Regions from separate parts of the Rattus norvegicus genome. Here region 2 is linked to region 1. A link is a contact called in public Hi-C data. All regions are on one chromosome and are shown on one strand. Each heading gives the region's core, a stretch centred on a gene start, on an enhancer-like site or on the middle of the called end of the contact. The rest is flanking DNA. Distances are from core to core; before and after follow the strand shown. Region 1 holds the start of Oxtr (oxytocin receptor). Region 2 holds the start of Rad18 (RAD18 E3 ubiquitin protein ligase).

Region 1 (2,883 bases), core at 126-2,625:
GCCTGTGCTCAGGTTGAAAACCCACTTCCGTTCTCTCTCTGTAAAAGGACAGTCGCCTGCCTCAGCTTCCCACTCCACTATAAGAATTTTCACACTGAAAGTTGCCTAAGGCCTCTGCAGGATATCTGGCCTGCCTTACTGGCAAGAGTTTGTACTTCGTGGGTATTTCCATGCTGTAGTCCTGGAGACGCAGAGAAGTGACTGTCCCAAAGTCTATGAACCAGAGAATGATGATGCTGTGAGACCAGCTCATGCCCCAAGAAGATCCCAGAACCTTGGGAGTACAGAGATAGGGGAACTAAGACCTGACCCTGCCACCCTCTTCCTCTCCGCCCACACTACCTTCCTTGGGCGCATTGACGTCCCAAACGCTCCACATCTGCACGAAGAAGAAAGGTGTCCAGCACACGATGAAGGCCAGTACGATGATGAAGGTCATCTTCACCGTGCGGATTTTGGCCTTGGAGATAAGCTTGACACTACTGACCCGTGCCAACGCCGCACGCCCAGCTCCACCCGCCGCGTCATTCCCCTCGGCAGCCGCCGCCGCCGCTGCCGTCTTGAGTCTCAGATTCTGCCAGATCTTGAAGCTGATGAGGCCGTAGCAGGCGGCCAGCACGATGACCGGTACAATGTAGACGGCGAGCGTGATCCATGTGACGTAGGCCTTGGGTCCCCAGGGTTGGATGAAGACCGCCCAGCAATCGAAGACTCCGTCCGCCACTTCGCGCAGCGAGAAAATGTGCACCTGCGGAGCACTGGCCACCAGGCAGCCAAGCCACGTCCCCAGCACCGCCAGGCGGTCGGTTCGGCGGCGCAGGGAGCGCAGCGGCTGGCAGATGGCCAGACAGCGGTCGAGCGACATCAGCAGCAGCAGGTAGGTGGAGGCGAACATGCCCACCACCTGCAAGTATTTGACCAGACGACACAGCAGGTCGGGCCCATAGAAGCGGAAGGTGATGTCCCACAGCAGCTGCGGAAGCACCTGAAACACAGCCACCACCAGGTCAGCGATGCTCAGGTGCTTCATGAAAAAGAAGAGGCGCGAGTGCTTGTGGCGCGTGGTGCGCAGCGCCAGCAGCACACACGCGTTGCCACTCAGAGCCAGGAACAGAATGAGGCACAGGACCGCCACCTCCACGCGCGCCAGGGCCTCGTTGCGTTGTGGTGGCCCGGCCGTGCGGTTGCCCTCCTCCCCTGGTGGCACTCCACTCCCGAGGTCCAACTCGACACTCCAGTTGGCTGCTGGCGTGCCCTCCATGTCCGCGACCGCGACCGCGACCTCCAGGGAGCACTAAGTCTTACGATTCTTTAAAGCGTGGCACGTGGGGCGGGGCCTGGTGCTCGGTCCAGGTGTCTACCTGCCTGTCCTCTCCCTGAAACAAACCAGAAGGGCTGTGACCAGACCGTTGTGCTTCACTTGGGACGCAAGTGTGGGGCGTGCAAGTCCCCTTCCTGGGAATCTGAAGTTACCTGAGTCTCACTCAGGGCACGAGCCCAGTCATGGGACTGCTCAGTGGCAGTGATTTCTCGGTGGTGACGGTAAAAATCCCGGTTTGAGGTACCTTCTTTGAGCCTTTGGAGGTGCCCTTGCACTTGGGTCCCAGGACAGGGTCAGCCGCTCTGCCTACCGAGAGAGGAGGCTTGCGATGAACCACTTTCCCCAAGAACAAGAACGAACACACACACACACACACACACACACACACACACACACACACACACACACACACACACACACACCAGCGGCCTCTCCTGCAGAGAACCCCCAAACCTATACCTATACCTATCCCATCCGGACACAGAACAACCACCTCCTAGGGGATCGAAGCCAGCCCCCATCTTAATAGCCTTTACTCCAAGTACATCTTCCTGGGGTCCCCCCAAAAGCTCCAGCTCAAGCCCATCCTTCTTCACCTCCTGCTTCCAAGACTCAACCCCGGCTTCCAGAACTTCCCGACGCCGCTTGCTTCCGGAGGGACTCCTGCCTACAAGCGTAGTGCCCCCACCTTACCTCCTACCCCAGCGCAACGCAAGGCTGCTGTGCCAGAGACCCCAGGGGACGCCTTTCACAGGAATCCCCCCAGCCCAGGAGCCCGGACAGTCAGAGACTTTGCATCTTCGTCCAAGCTTTTCAGGCTCTCAGAACATCCTGAGCACCTCCTCCGGGAACCAGAGGTGCGAGACGCGCCAGATCCTTCCCTCCGAACCTGATGGTCCTACAGGTAGGTCCTAGCCATCCTGTCCCCACGGTCCAAAGGTCCCAGCCACCTAAAGCGAGACTGCAGGTTAGCCCAAAGTTGCCTTGCCAACGGGGAAGTTGCACTGCAGTGGATGGCCTCAGAGATGCGTGGACTCTCCGCCCAGGATGGGAGAGCTGCTGGCGCCACCCTCCGTGCTACCACGGGGTAGATCTCGGCGTCTTTGAAATCCCCTAGCTTGCGGCTTTGCTGGTGGCTGGATGCCGTAGGAAGACAAGAGAGAGCCAGCGAGGCTGTGAGCCGCCGGCGTCAGCACGCGGTGCTGTCTGAAGGTGCGGGTCCACAGCTGGAGCCGGAGGCTGCAGCACCACGTATGTCCGCTAGAGGGCAGAGCAAGTCGCCCGCGGCGATCCCAGAGAGCCTGGTCAGCTAACCCTTAGGTCAGATTTATTTCATTAGTGGCTTGAAACTCGCAAACAACCCACCTAACTTCTTCCTTTCTTGGTTTAGCTCTTTACGTTCTCAGAGATACTGGAACCTTGGAAAGTGACGTTTGTTTTTCCCTGAGTACATTTTTAATAAAGTTGCATTTCTTTGCCTTTTTGGTTTTTTTTTTTCTTTACATCTTTTTTTTTTTTCAGAGAGCTCAGGTAAGTTCATTCTTTGGAATGGCTTTGCTCAC
Region 2 (2,883 bases), core at 149-2,648, 210 kb after region 1:
CGGCTCTCCTCCCAGTGATACCAGAAAAGGCAATCCTCTTCTACCTATCCAGCTGGAGCCATCGGTCTCCCCAAGATGCATTGTTTTTTAAGAACAGTAAGAAAAAAGACTGCACTCAGAGGCAGAACTAGTTCTGGGACACCAGGGCTATCCAAAGAAACCCCGTCTCAAAAAAAAAAAAAAAAAGCAAAAACAAAAACAAAAACAAAAAAACAAAAAAAAAAACCCAATATCAAAAGCAAAAAAAAAAAAAAAAAAAAAACTGTCATAGGGAAATGTTTACGTTGTAGTAGATACAATGTACCGATTACATGTAGAAGAAAAGTAATGGTAAAGCGTGCACTCAGCGGACAGAGGCACGAGGGCTACTCAATCATTCTTGGTAGAAAGACAAACAAAAACAAAAAACAAAAAAAATCCACGGGATGGGCAGAGGTGATACACATCTTTAATCCCAGAACTCCGGAGGCAGAGGAAGGCAAGCTATCTCGGAGAGTTCAAGACCAGCCTGTTCTACAGAACAAGGCTACACAAAGAAACCCCGCCTCAGAACAAACAAACAAACCCACTAACTGTTATTTAAGTGAGATAATTCAGTATGCAATAATTCCTTAAAACGAAAGGCTAAGCGGTGGGTCTAGGTCCTGGCCTCGGTTTTAAAAAGATGTGAGCCAGGGAGGAGCGCTCAGGTTGCTGGAGCTGGTGGATCTTGAGGTCAGCCTGGTCGACATACCGAACTCCAGGCCACCCAAGGGCTACGGGGTAAAACCTTGTCTCCTACATTAATAAAATAAATAAACATTAAATAGAGAGGGATGCGTCATCATTGAGTCATGCAGGGCACAACAGGCAGGGAAACCGGTTGCAGTGTGTGAAGAACAAGGAGCACTTCTGGACCTCATCCAGAAATGGAAAACCATGGTAAGCAGACCGCCTATTATGCTACTTGATTATAAAAAGTCATCCGATGCAACGTCCACCCAAATCACGAGTGGTGTCACTGTTAACACAGGAGTTCTCGTAGGATGAACTGTCACCATCGTTGACACTGCGTTACAGTGACTTTATCCCGGCGACGCGCTGATTGTGACAGAAACCCAAAACATCCGGTTCGTTAGGGCGGCCACCTTGGGCTCACTGCGCAGGACCGCGGCGCGTTCCCGAACCGTCTCGGGGGTTGGAAACTGAGGCCCGGCGTCGCGAGGCCAGTCAGGATAGGGCCGAGGCGGGGGCGCGCGGACCGGGGCGCTCCGCTCGCACCGACGATGTCCGCACCCCGGCCTTCCCCAGACACTCACCTTCATCATCGCCAACCCCGGAGGCCACCGTGGCTCGGCCAGGTCCTCCATGGTCGCACTTGACGAGACCACCAGCTACCGGCCTGCCACGCAGTTCCTCTACTCGAAATTCCCCGCGCTACAGCGTACGTCAGATACGTGCGGCGCGCTCACAGAGAGCGCACAGAATGCTGGGAGCTGTAGTTCTCGTGCGTTGGGCGTCAACAGCTTTGGAAGACTGAGGAGGAAAAAGAATTCCAAGGCATAGCCTGGAGCAATGCAGGCCTTCAACCCCTTGGACCTCAGGAGAAAGAAGATAATTGAAATATTAAGGGCAGCTTTAGTCTGTCTTGTAAAGTGAGTAAACAAAAGATTCCCGAAGTTGATTGAATATTAGGAAAAAGTCAGAAACCAAATAAAGTCTAAGTTTTGATAGAGAGTTCAAGGTCTAGGCTCACATCTCCCTTCAGGTAGTATTCTCTATAGAGATCTGTCCTGCTCCTTGCAAATATATAAAATTACACTTCTGTCTCAACTCCTCTTTCTGTAAGCATTCACCAGAGCCACATAGAGCCTCTGTTCTTCAGCGATAACCACGGTTAAAAATGGCACTTAGTTCTCAGATATTCCCCACGTATAAGGTCCAGTGTTAGCAAAGAGTATTATTAAATCAGTTTAACAGGAACCCACATTCTTTTTCTATCAAATTACTCCAACTAATTGATAAGCTCCTCATCCTCTTCTAGCTTCCAGGTGATGTCTTAGCACCCTGACCTGTCTCCCGCAAGGTTCTTTTTAGGCTGATTTAACCAGAGCCCCATTATCTAGATGTGGGGCAGCATTCATCCTCTGCCTTCTGTGGGCCTCCATTGCACTAAGTCCCAGGGACCACAAGTTGGTCCAGATGCCACCCAAGACAGAACCCTCTAGCTTGCTGTATCATTGATACCCAGGTGGCCCACACATTCACTGGTTCAGCATGTATGTTTTGAAGACTTACAATGGACCAGGCAGATGAGCTCCCCTGAGAAGTAGGCAGAGAGGTGTGGTTGTTACCAATACTTTAGAGACGTGAAGCCTGAGACCCAACAGGTTAGGGCTTCATTCTTTTGAGTTTTTATCATAAAATGACCTCTGTAATCTGGGCCAATTAATTTTCCCTAGCCTACACTCACCTATGAACTGTGCAACAACGACATGAATAACATTTACGTGATAGTTTACTTATTACAGTAATAGCTAACACATATTAGAGACCACCTGTATTCAAAGCACTACTGTAGCTTTTTTTTTTTTTTTTTACATCTGTGTACTTACTTGGTCTATTCCTGTTCAAGGAAAAGAAAAATGGGTAATTGGTGAAGGGCATTTTGCAGGTAAGTAGAACTTAGGGTGTTGGGCTTCTGAGCATATAAGCTACCACAGAATAGTCTCATAAGAATCTGGTCAAGACAAATCTTTCCAGGTACAGATACAGGAACTGGGTGTCCTAACAGGAAAAAGATTCAGACATTCAGACACTGAATCTAGCAAGCCAGCAACCAGAAGACAAGTGGGAGGATTAGATGTATGATGGATCTGGACCATCCAATCAAATGAAATTGAG

What was found. Hi-C and Micro-C count contacts between places; a contact is called where the count stands out from the background.
Region 2: a Hi-C map of the A7r5 cell line shows a contact between it and region 1, with 3 times the contacts expected there. The contact joins the promoter of Rad18 here to the promoter of Oxtr in region 1. A contact is called at or near these places in 4 of 12 Hi-C or Micro-C datasets (the A7r5 cell line, Schwann cells, kidney and 1 more).

The regions. Positions count from the first base shown.
Region 1 is chr4:147,169,124-147,172,006 of GRCr8, forward strand. It overlaps Oxtr (oxytocin receptor), which reads right to left and starts at 1,376. Exons shown (of 2, transcript NM_012871.4): 1 at 343-1,376. The coding sequence starts at 1,261.
Region 2 is chr4:147,375,471-147,378,353 of GRCr8, forward strand. It overlaps Rad18 (RAD18 E3 ubiquitin protein ligase), which reads right to left and starts at 1,399. Exons shown (of 13, transcript NM_001077673.1): 1 at 1,299-1,399. The coding sequence starts at 1,349. LOC102548080 (a long non-coding RNA gene) reads left to right here and starts at 1,496. Exons shown (of 6, transcript XR_005503819.2): 1 at 1,496-1,634.